Regions from separate parts of the Sus scrofa genome. Here region 1 is linked to region 2. Evidence: chromatin contacts called from public Hi-C data. All regions are on one chromosome and are shown on one strand. Each heading gives the region's core, a stretch centred on a gene start, on an enhancer-like site or on the middle of the called end of the contact. The rest is flanking DNA. Distances are from core to core; before and after follow the strand shown. Region 1 overlaps LAMB4 (laminin subunit beta-4). Region 2 holds the start of LAMB1 (laminin subunit beta-1).

Region 1 (5,628 bases), core at 65-2,564, 39 kb after region 2:
ACTTTCATCACTAGAAAATATTAACAAAGCATGTACACATGTGTGATGTTTGCCTGATACTGTTTACAAAAGGAATAAGAGGAAACTGTAATCTAGTCATTATGCGCCTGAGTCACTCTGATATTTCTGACAAGGCTTTTATTTGCAGGGTTTTTTTTTTTTTTTTTTTTTTTTTCAGGTTGAAAAAATTCTCAGCTGTAGTTGGTCAAAAGTCATATTTCTCTGTTATAAAATATCAAGCATTATTCCACGTTAAGGCAAGTATTTATGAGGCACCAATTTGTCCTGAACAATGTTAAGGTCAGAGATAGAGAAGACAGAACGGATCCAGTGCTACCCTAAGAGGTTTGGTTCAGCTGGGTTGACTGGTTTCAAGTGCAAGGTGAAGGTCAGAGGGAGCAAGGACCTTTTATTTGCTTGGCCCCAAGATGAGAGTGGAATGAGGCAAGAAGAGAGGCAGGAAGTTAGGAAGGGCTCCCTGAGTATCAGAATGAAAATCTTCAGGGTCGGCCTGAGTGGCTGTCATCCTATTATGTTAAACAGATAAACATGTGTCTGATGCAGGACCAGAACACCGAGGTGGGAGAGGGTGGGCAGGGAGAGCCTTTGTCAGCCTCTGCCCCATAAAAAAATGTCCCCAACACCCAAGTCAGTGGAAAACGTACCCAGCACATTAGGAATCAAGAACAAGAGAATCCACTAATTGGAAAAACACTCAACCAATTTCTTTGGCTGAAGCTGCTGTATTAACGCTGCCAACCAAAGATTCCCTGCTAAGAAAATGAGCTGATGGTTTCTTTCAGCAACCAAAACGAATAGGCCATTTTCACAACTGTTTCATAAACTCATTCTGATTTTCGTAACTTGATCTGTTCTTTGGCTGAGGACTTTCACTTCTTTTCTTTATCTTTTATGTCATTTAATTAGCATGCAGGGCAAACACAAGATATACCCATGACATAAATTGGAAATGTTTGGAAGTTTAGGAGACATTTGACCCAGATACCACTAGCAATGCAGGATTGGGGGTAAACACTCTAACATAATTTGGCCAAAAACTTGTCTTTTCTGCAGACAGCCCTCTACTTACAGAGAGGGCTCTGTGCCCAGCGGGGTCCCTACAAACATACACCACAGATCATAGAGCTGGCACTAAAGGAAATGCTGACAAAAGGCACACAAATCTGGGGTTTAGGGATTATCCTTCAAAGAAGCACTGTTTGTCTGCTTTTGGTGGAGGGGTGGGACTAATGACCTCCTCAAGGCCCCCAGCTTGGCGCCGGGCCGCTTCGGCCCGAGCCCGCACACACATGGCCTCGTCCTGGTTCCTCTGCAACTTGTTCTGCAGCCCAGCAAGTCTGCTCTCCAGCACTGACCACTGCTTTACCAGGTCCAGCCTGTTCTTCGTCTCCTGGGCTTGATTTGCAACCTGTTGTTGATTGGAAAACAAGGAAGGAGAAAAGTCTCTTTATGCAACAAACAAGAAAATAAGTAATGTAATTACCCATCCCCAAATAAGTTAGGTGTAAAAGGAAAATTGTTCCTTTGCGTTTTCATTAAAAAGTTATGAAATATTTCAGACAGACAAGGGAGCCTAAGAGAAAAGATAGCATATATCCATGTACCCTTCAGCCAGCTTAAGAATAAACCAAGGCCCTGGGGGTACCACCCCCCTTATATCTCTTCTATTTCCCCCAAGGGTAACCAATACCCTGAATCTAATATTGGCCATTCCATGTACTGCTACGTGCCTTTTAGGCTATCTTATTCATATACAACCACATACTGTATTTTCTACTTTTTTTTTTTTTTTTTTGGTCTTTTTGCCATTTCTGGGGCCACTCTCGCAGCATATGGAGGTTCCCAGGCTAGGGGTCGAATTGGAGCTGTAGCCACTGGCCTATGCCAGAGCCACAGCAACGCGGGATCCGAGCCACGTCTGCAACCTACACCACAGCTCATGGCAACGCCGGATCGTTAACCCACTGAGCAAGGCCAGGGGTCGAACCTGCAACCTCATGGTTCCTAGTTGGATTCGTTAACCACTGAGCCACGACAGGAACTCCCCTGTATTTTCTACTTTAAAACATTATACAGGGAGTTCCCATCGTGGTGCAGTGGTTAACAAATCCGACTAGGAACCATGAGGTTGCGGGTTCGATCCCTGCCCTTGCTCAGTGGGTTAACGATCCGGCGTTGCCGTGAGCTGTGGTGTAGGTTGCAGACGCAGCTCGGATCCCGCGTTGCTGTGGCTCTGGCGTAGGCCGGTGGCTACAGCTCCGATTCGACCCCTAGCCTGGGAACCTCCATATGCCGCGGGAGCAGCCCAAGAAATAGCAACAACAACAACAACAACAACAAAAAAGACAAAAGAAGAAAAAAAATTGTACAAACATTATCCAGTGTATTTCTGCAACTTGCATTTTTTAATTCAAAATTATGCTTGTACAGGTCACCTAAGTTAATTTGCCTAACTCTGGTTTATTCATTTTTACCAATTTAAAGTATTCTGTTGTTTGAAGAAACAAAAATTTATTTTTCTTTCTTTCTTTTGGCTGCGCCTGTGGCATGTGGAAGTTCCCCGGCAAGGGACTGAACCCACGCCACAGCAGCAACCTAAGGCACGGCAGTGACAATGTTGGGCCTTTAACCCATTAGGCCACCCTGGAACTCCTCCCAATTTATTTTTCTATTTTCTGTGGAGGCAGGTGGCTTCTAATTTTTTTTGTCTGTTATAAGCAATAATGAACACCTTATAATTGTTTCTTATTTCAGTGACTAAACTTGTCATATCTAGAAGTAAAGTCTGACTGGTCATTTGTTATCTCTTGTCCCTTGTTCTTTGGTCAACCTTTCATGCCTTCTTCGATTATCTCAAACATAATAATCATTGCCATTTTGGGTTTTTTTGTTTGTTTGCTTTGGGGTTTTTTTTTTGTTTTTTTGTTTTTGTCTTTTCTAGGGCTGCTCCTGAGGCATATGGAGGTTCCCAGGTTAGGGGTCTAATAGGAGCTGTTGCTGCCAGCCTACACCACAGCCACAGCAACGCGGGATCCAATCTGTGTTTGACCTACACCACAGCTCACAGCAATGCCAGATCTTAACCCACTGAGCGAGGCCAGGGATCAAACCCGTAACCTCTTGGTTAACCAGTTGGATTCGTTAACCACTGAGCCACAATGGGAACTCCAATAATCACTGTCATTTTGTATTGAATATCCAATCACAGGAGTATCCACTGTCTCCTGCATTCTGATTCTCGTTTACTGTTTCTGATGACTCTTGCTTTTTTCTGTGTCTGGGGGAGTCCTTTGACACCTGGTTTTAAGGTGCATTCCTTTGGAAAGGGTTTCTCATCTATCCAGCATCTGAGGGCCCTGCCAACCCAGGACCATTTTAAATGACATTTTTAGTTTGGTTTGTGGGCGGTCACCCACGTATTGTGACTTCTAGCCCTATCTCACCTGACAGCCAGCTCGTGGTTAGTAATTCTTAGTGAAGACTTTCCGCCGCCAAGCAGAGGCTAATGTCTTTTCTCTCTCTTTTTCTCTCTCTGTCCTTCCTTCCATCCTTCTCTCACTGTAATAACTTACATCTCCCTGAGGGTTGCCTTTTGGGGTCATCGTTCCGTGTAAGGGTCCCATCCCCTCCTTGCATGGGCTTTGTTTTCTCCCTGTTTTTTGTTTTTGTTTTTTTTTGTTTTTTGTTTTTGTTTGTTTGTTTGTTTGTTTTTGCCATTTCTAGGGCTGCTCCTGCGGCGTCTGGAGGTTCCCGGGCCAGGGGTCAAATTGGAGCTGTAGCCACCGGCCTACACCAGAGCCACAGCAATGCGGGATCCGAGCTACATCTGCAACCCACACCACAGCTCACTGCAACACCGGTTCCCTAACCCACTGAGCAAGGGCAGGGATCGAACCTGCAACCTCATGGTTCCTAGTCGCATTTGTCAACCACTGAGCCACGACGGGAACTCCTGTTTTTTTCCTGTTTTGCATGGCAGCTATCATGACCAGAAGTTCTAATATACCAGGGATTGGAGAGGCCCTCTGCCTGCTGTCAAGTTCCTGCTTGATTACCTCTCTGGAGCTTGCTTTTCTGTCATTTTGGCCTCTGAAGATTCCCTCCATTTCTTACTAATTCAGCTATGCATTAATAAATTGTGAAAATATCGTATCTGAGATATTCAAGGTTTTTTTCCTACTAAGAGGGGTGCTTGGTATTCTGGTCCACCATGTCGTTAGAAATGGAAGCCCCTGCCTGTGCCCTTGGGCACATGTATGAAATTTTTAGAGTAGGAATCTGCAAGCTTTTTCTGTCAAGGGCCAGACAGTAAATGTTTTATACTTTGTGGTCCACAAAGTCTCTGCTGCAGCCATGCAATTCTGTGCCGTCGTGGCACCAAAGCATCCATGGGCAATATGTGGCTGGATTCCAATGTGATTTGTGACTTTGGATACAACAACAGTTGGTGCATCCATTTGGCTCCTGGGCTGTATTTTGCCAACCCTTGTTCTAGAGTAGAATGCTTAGGAGGGGACAACCGGGAGATCTTTATTTTTCTGCTTCTTGATATAGGCAACCTCATCCTATCCAAGCTTTGAATTTTCTGGTGCTCTACTTCCTGTACTGGGGCTTTCTGCTTTTCTTCTCAAGACGCGTGCATTTAAAATCTAAAACTCCGATGAAGAACAGACACTGAGAAACTCACAATCTGCTGGGAATGGGTTACGGAGCCTGGGAGAAAGACCCGTCCATCACAGACTCTCAGACTAGGTCCTGTTCTGATCTCCAATTGCCAGGCTTCCTCTTCCATGGCTAAACCATGGTTTTATTCCTATCAAACTCTGGGTGGAACCCTTTCTTTGGGGTAGGATCTTCTTTCAGTCTTAGGATATCCTGATGTGATCTTATGCAAGTTTAGTTATAAAAAGCTGTTAACAATTCACTTAATTTTTTTGGGGAAGCGAGCTTTCAAACATCTGTTACTGAGGTTCCTGCTATGACACAGTGGGTTAAGAATCTGACTGCAATGGCTCGGGTTGCTGTGGAGATGTGGATTCCATCCCTATCCTGGTGCAGTGGGTTAAAGGACTCGGCATTGCCTTTGGCTCAGATTCAATCCCTGGCCTGGGAATTTCTATATGCAGTGGGTGTGGCCATTTAAAAAAAAAAAAAACTCGGAGTTTCCATGTGGCTCAGCAGGTTAAGAACCCAACTAGTACCCATGGGGATGAGGGTTAGACCCCTGGCCTCACTCAGTAGCTTAATGATCTGGCGTTGCCACAAGCTGCAGTATAGGTTCCAAATGCACCTCAGATCTGGTGTTGCTGTGGCTATGGTGTAGACCAGCAACTGCAGCTCTGATTCGACCCCTAGCCAGGGATCCATATGCTATGGGTGCGGCCCTAAAAAAAAATCTATTACTTTCCCTGGTATCAGAAGAGAGAAACTCTGGCCTCAAATCTATCATTAATTAACTGTGTGACCTTAAGTAAGTCACTTAACCTCCCTGAGTCTTAGTTTCTTCATTTACAAGCTGGTGGGAGCATCGGCTTTGTCCCCTGGGCTTAGTCAACAATGAGATGAACTAATGCTGGGAGAACTCCTTAGAACATTAATTAAAGGCAT
Region 2 (5,899 bases), core at 2,129-4,628:
CCTACACCACAGCTCACGGCAACACCAGATCCTTAACCCACCGAGCAAGGCCAGGGATCGAACCTGCAACCTCATGGTTCCTAATCGGATTCCTTAACCACTGAGCCACGACAGGAATGCCAACAAACAACATTTAAACAATAGTGATCTCTTTATAAGAACAGTATCAACTCACTATATTTTTACATCTGTATTTATTTAGCTAGCTATGAGTTATCACCTTCCTCCTTAAAGGACCTAGAGAGTGGCAAGATGTTCTAACTAGAAAACTGAGGCCAGGAGTCAGGGATGCAATACGACCCTGGACAAAACACTTATGCTTCCTGCCCCAATTTTTATACCTGTTCAGCGTTTGAGAGAAGTACACTTTCTCAGTGTACTTGAGCAAAGTCCCTTTCTTTAGGCTCTGATACTTGCGAAGTGCATGCCATGGTTTCCTGGCTGATCATATGAACATAGAGAGTCTGGCTCGACTTGCTTTTAAGACAAATAGTCGAATTCTTAGTCTGGTCAAGGCTGGTTTCGGGATCTGGTGATTCATTTACAGGATGTCCTGGCCTTTGAGTTAAATGTTAGCACAACATTTTAGGTAAAATTTACATGCTAATATTAGAAAAGGTAACATCCACTGCCTTCATTAACTCGTAGTCAAGGAAACTAATACCAGAGAACAATTACCAGAACTTAAAAAAAGTTTAATTATAGCCTCCATTCTAATCAGGAGGAAGCAGTCTAGACATCTCTGTATAAACCTGGAAGCAAATGAGTGGAATCCACTTTACCACATTCCTTTGGTTTAATTTTTCAGGTCTACAGAATGGGCTCTCTTTCTGCTTTGCAAAAGTGACTCCATTTTAAGGCATCTATATGCAAACCACACAACATTGCTCTTCCTCCTGAAGGGCAGATATAGGTCTGTGAAGTGACCAAATTTAGAGCAACTGGCTTGGAACTTGCCCTGCACTGGAGACTAAGCCCTTCGACTTTCTTTAAAGGCCAGATATCAGTCTCCTTTTAAAAACAAAGGAAAGGGATTCTGATTCTGGGTAGTTTATACTTTGTGTCTTTTAAAAAGAAATTAGTTTTATTTAAAATGCGCCCTTTTAAATCTAAGATCTGGGTCTACTTTTAGAAACAGATAACACTCTGAAATTTCATTTTTGGTCCTCCTCTATCAGGGTACCATGGCAACCAGGGCATTTTGAAAAAGCAGGCATCTGCTTCTGGTATCTAATGGAGGTAGATGGGAACACCACCAAAGGAGGAGAGAAAAACAGGTACAGTGATTAGAGCGACCTTGCTAAGCGTCTCTCAGTGCTGGAGTATCCTCCAGCCAAGTGAAAGACGTGGGAAAAACCCAAGGTAACTACTCAGTATTTAAAAAAGAAGAAGATAAATCACCTCTTATACACAGTTTCAAAGAGGAAAGGCTAAAAAACAAAACTAAACAAGACACGGGGCTTTTGAAGGCTCTGGGTCAGGGCACCGGGCAGGGGCCCGTTCTGTCTGCAGCCCTGTCTTTCCACACTGTGTGGCGGCGGCGGCAGGAAATGTTTGGCGGATGCAACTGTGCAAACTGAGATGTGGCAAAAGGGCGAGCTACCAGCCTAATCCCGGGGCTCCCTGGCTGCCGAGCTTCCTATCTGGAGAGCTGGCAGGATGCGGAGTCCCTTGGGCCTTCCCCGTTGGTCTGGACTGGAGGAGGCGTGCGGAGCCTAGAGCCATCTCTCCGCCCTCACCTGCAGGTGGCTGACGATGCAGTATGGCTCCGGCTTGTGAAGCCCGCAGGTCGAGGTCACCGAGAGCTTCTGCGCTCGGCCGATGAGAAGGTCGCCGGTGGCCGGGTAGCAGCTGCCCTCCGCGCAGCCGTAGCTGAACTCGGGTTCTTGAGCGCTCACTTGGGCTCCGCATAGGGCTGTGGAAGGGGCAGACAACAGCATAGGGCACAAGCAGAGAGCGGGAGTCCCAGCCATAGGAAAGGCAGGGGCGGGGACAGAGTAGATTCAGAAAAACGCAGAATACACAGAAAAGAAACACAATGGAGAGATGAGCGAGGCCGGGGAAGGCAGGATGTGGACAGGAGGATACAGAACCAAACAGAACAAACGAACATCAGGTTTGCCCAGCAGTGGACAGCACTGGTCCCTGGAAACCCACCCACACTCGCGCCCACCCTGATCTGTCCCGGGAAGCAGCATCAGCCACACAAGGTGGAGGGGCAGACCGGCCACTTGGAGGTGCCTGCACCTGGGCTCAGGGAGGCAGATGGCCAAACACCACACGCCTGCACGCGGTTGGCAGCCTGTGCATCCTCGGTGTCTGCGCAATTGCGCACACAGAAATTTATGAGTGGAGGGGCTAGTGTGTGTGTGCACGCTCAGAGGTTGCAGGCACTTCGCCGGGGGAAGAGAGATGCTGGGGCTCGCCGGTGACGCCACTTTCTCGAGGGATGAGTGGACAGTCCCTGCGGCTTTGGATCGGCTTCAACAATTCGTCATTCCAGGGAAGCTCCCCGTCCAGCTGTTTCTGGCGCCATCCGGGGGCAAACGGCGATGGTTAATTAAAGCCACATGGCCCCAATCTGTTCCCAGGACTTACTTAGTCTGTGCTCAGCTTGGGCACTTTTCCGGGAAATGGGCTCCTGGAGAGCCCTCCGCACCATGGAGAACGATCCCAGCAATGGAGAGACCCACCGAGAAAGGGCCAGAGGTGCAAAGCACAGATCAGTGACCGCGGGAGCACCGGGAGCTCTGGGCACAGCCCCTGGGGAAGCGGTCGGTCGCCCGAGATCCTCGCGCGCAGCCCTCGGCCACCACCGAGGGAGCTGTTGTTTAATTCCAGCGCAGAATTGCCACCCAGTCCCTCTCCTGATCCCCCCGGCTTCCACGAAGCTGGGTCCAACCGCTTGGTTTTTCTTCTTCCACGTCTAAGCCCACCACCCCCTCCCCACCTCTTCCTCGGAATTACCTAGGAAACTCAGCGCGAACACCTGGAGCCGCCCCATGTCCAGTGCCTGCAACCGAGGGGACACGGCAGAGGAGGGGAGGACACCGCCGCCGAGCCGCCGGCTCTTTTTCCCCGTCTTCCTTTCTGGAGATGTGGAGAGAAAAAAGGCAAATGTTCAGAGAGAGGAGAGCGGCCCTCGCATTTCCTGCCGCTCCCACGGAAGCAGGGGGTGGGAGAGTGGGAAGAGAAAAATCGAGCCGCCACTTTGTTCTGCTCACCCGGCAGGACGAGCGCTCTCCCGGCGCCTGGCAGCCCCGGAGCCCAAAGAAGGGAATTAGAAAGTTTCGCCCTGGGAGGAACCTAGGGAGGCGCCTTTTGCTCATGCGCACACCGGGAGCCGGGCGGAGGGGGCGGGTGCCCCCTACTTGGCGGGGAGTGGGTGAGGTCCAGATCCCACCCTCCCCCGTACCTCTTTTGTTTTAAGGCTGCATCTGCGGACGCGATGGGGTTGTGGCTCTTCCCATTCCCAGCGCAGGCTGCCTCCGGGTGAGCGTCCCGAGCAGTGCGCTGGGGGCGGGAGGCGTCCGGGCTGGTCCGGGAGGTAGGTGTCTGCTCACGGGCGAGGGGGCTGGTCCGGACCTACCGCGAGCTCGTGCATTTACATTTGTAAGGAGTGAGTCACGTAAAGGTGCCCAATGCTGTAAACTCTCTCTGAGCGCTCGGGCAAGGCCAGTTAACCCTTTAGAAAGCCGGTTGTCTGGTTTGTTCCTGAGAAGCGAAGCCCGAAACGCCTGGTATCGCTGAGGCTGAGCTCGACATCTGATGTCTTCATTCGAAGGAAGTGCTCTCGGCTACGCACCAACTTAGGACGAGCCTGGAGCTCCTGCCACCCAGGTGGCCACCGCATTGAATTACCCATCTACTTTTTACCCCAATCCAGATAGATGGCTTCAATTCAGGTAATTTCTCGAATGATACTGTTGGTAGTGATGCTTTTTCTCATCTCACCATGAAAGGGTGGGCTCAGCCGCTCACCTGGAGGTCTCTAGTGAGATGTACTCCTCCACGAAGCACAGTCTAGCAAATCCTCCAGAGGAACTCCGCGGTGTACAGATGGTGAGGTGGGTGATGGGTCCGCTAAGGACGGGTCTCCAGCAGCAATGTGGTTGATCTGTCTAGTTAAATAAGGGGTAAATACGCTCTGACCCAGCTCCTGGGGGATGGAGAGGGAAGAAAGGCTGGTGGTGTGATTCCCCCTTCCTGCGAATTAGCCCACTTCTGCTGCCTTAGCAATGGATGGAATCAGACCTTGAGCTCTATTTTGTCCTCTGGACAAAAGTACCCCCCCCAACCCCCACCTCTGAGAAGGGAGAATAGTTAGTTGTTAATCCAGTCAGGAGATTTTGTTCTCTAATTAATCATCCCGGGGGGAAGGGTTTAAGTGGCCAGTTGGTAGGCATTTAACTTAGCTGTAATGAGATAGGGCCCAGGAAGTTTAATCATTAGACCATAGAGTAAGCTGCTTTTTGAGTTTATCTCATCGTTTCCACTGAGGGAGGCCGCAGCCTCAGGTCTTGGTGATATATTAATTATTCACCTAATCAGCACTTGCCCTGCTGCAACCTGGGGAGATTTTTGCCTCCGTCCAATGCTCAGGCTCCTTGGGGCTGTGGCTCAGCAGCCCTGAGCACTGAATGCTCTTGTGAGGGTCCAAGATTTTGATGGAGGGTCTTCAGAATTTTTTATTTTTTTATTTTTTATTTTTTTTATTTTTTGTCCTTTTGTCGTTTCTAGGGCGGCACCCACAGCATATGGAGGTTCCCAGGCTAGGGGGTCTGTTGGAGCTGTAGCCGCCAGCCTACGCCAGAGCCACAGCAACTCGGGATCCGAGCCATGTCTGCAACCTACACCACAGCTCACGGCAACGCCGGATCGTTAACCCGCTGAGCAAGGCCAGGGATTGAACCTGCAACCTCATCGTTCCTAGACGGATTCGTTAACCACTGAGCCACGACGGGAACTCCAAAACTTAATTTTTTAAAAAAGATTCACAGGCAAATGTCTGTCCCTCTGTGGAACTTTTGATACCTCGGGCCAACATTGCTTACAGTTTCTCATCCATACACATTGCAGGCAATGTTCGCTGCGGCCTCTGCTGGGAGACCAGCCTCTGACCTCACAGCAGTAGAGCCGTCGCAGCTGCTTGGCAATTCTGTCTGTCCCTGGCTGGAGTCCTCTCCTCCTAGAGGACAAGCGCCTTCAACACCCTTCTAACATCCCTGTTCTCCTTACCTTTCCACTTTCAGTAGCAAACAACACTGCTGGAAAAATCAGGTGTGTAGGGTTTTGTTTTTACGTGTATATATTCAAGGATACGGTTGGTGGGGTTTAATAACTCTTCTTCTGAGCACTCCATCTATGAATTTATCTGTCTCTATTCCTACTCTTCTTATACTTCTGCCCTGAAAATTGTGCCCTCCTCTCACCTCCTGGGAGCAATGCTGTCACATGCAAACCTGCTGATTTCCCCCAACTTAAGGGGGGAACCCCAAACACTTTATTCTGCACATCTACTCCTTTCCTCCCTTTGACTTCCTAGCCCAGGTTCTTGAGCGGACAGTCTGCACTCACTCGGTTTCTTCCTGGTTTCTCCTCCATCTCCGTGTCAGAAGGCTTCCATCTCCACCACTGGTCTCAGTAACGACGCTCAACCCTCAAACTGCCGCACGCAATGGATATTCTATTTGAACATTTTTTGGCATGGGTTTCGCATGATTCCACCTTCTTGAGACTTTTCCTTGGCTCCCAGGACACAATTCCCTGGGACTAAAAAACTCTCCCACAGGACTGACACCCCCCACCTCGTCCCCTATTCCATTTCTCTTTCCATCCCCTGATCCCTTACACGTTAGTGCTCCCAAAGGGTCTGTCTCCAGCTTTTCCCTCTTCCCTC

The links. A called contact is a pair of places that touch in the nucleus more often than the background predicts.
Region 1: a contact with region 2 is called in a Hi-C map of fetal skeletal muscle, with 1.5 times the contacts expected there. The contact joins the enhancer-like site here to the promoter of LAMB1 in region 2. A contact is called at or near these places in 1 of 5 promoter capture datasets (liver), 1 of 47 Hi-C or Micro-C datasets (fetal skeletal muscle) and 2 of 2 datasets of contacts at active chromatin or transcription factors (alveolar macrophages and skeletal muscle).

Annotation. Positions count from the first base shown.
Region 1 is chr9:107,784,592-107,790,219 of Sscrofa11.1, forward strand. It overlaps LAMB4 (laminin subunit beta-4), which reads right to left. Exons shown (of 36, transcript XM_021063522.1): 34 at 1,256-1,429. Among named protein-coding and RNA genes, the nearest start is that of LAMB1, 40 kb to the left of the region's middle. Within about 2 kb of position 1,315, at least 10 of the 83 cell types and tissues checked have an H3K27ac peak or open chromatin away from gene starts, as enhancers often do. A contact at or near this core is called in fetal skeletal muscle and liver, where this site is marked.
Region 2 is chr9:107,743,864-107,749,762 of Sscrofa11.1, forward strand. It overlaps LAMB1 (laminin subunit beta-1), which reads right to left and starts at 3,379. Exons shown (of 35, transcript XM_003130269.5): 1 at 3,225-3,379; 2 at 2,968-3,090; 3 at 1,740-1,915. The coding sequence starts at 3,004.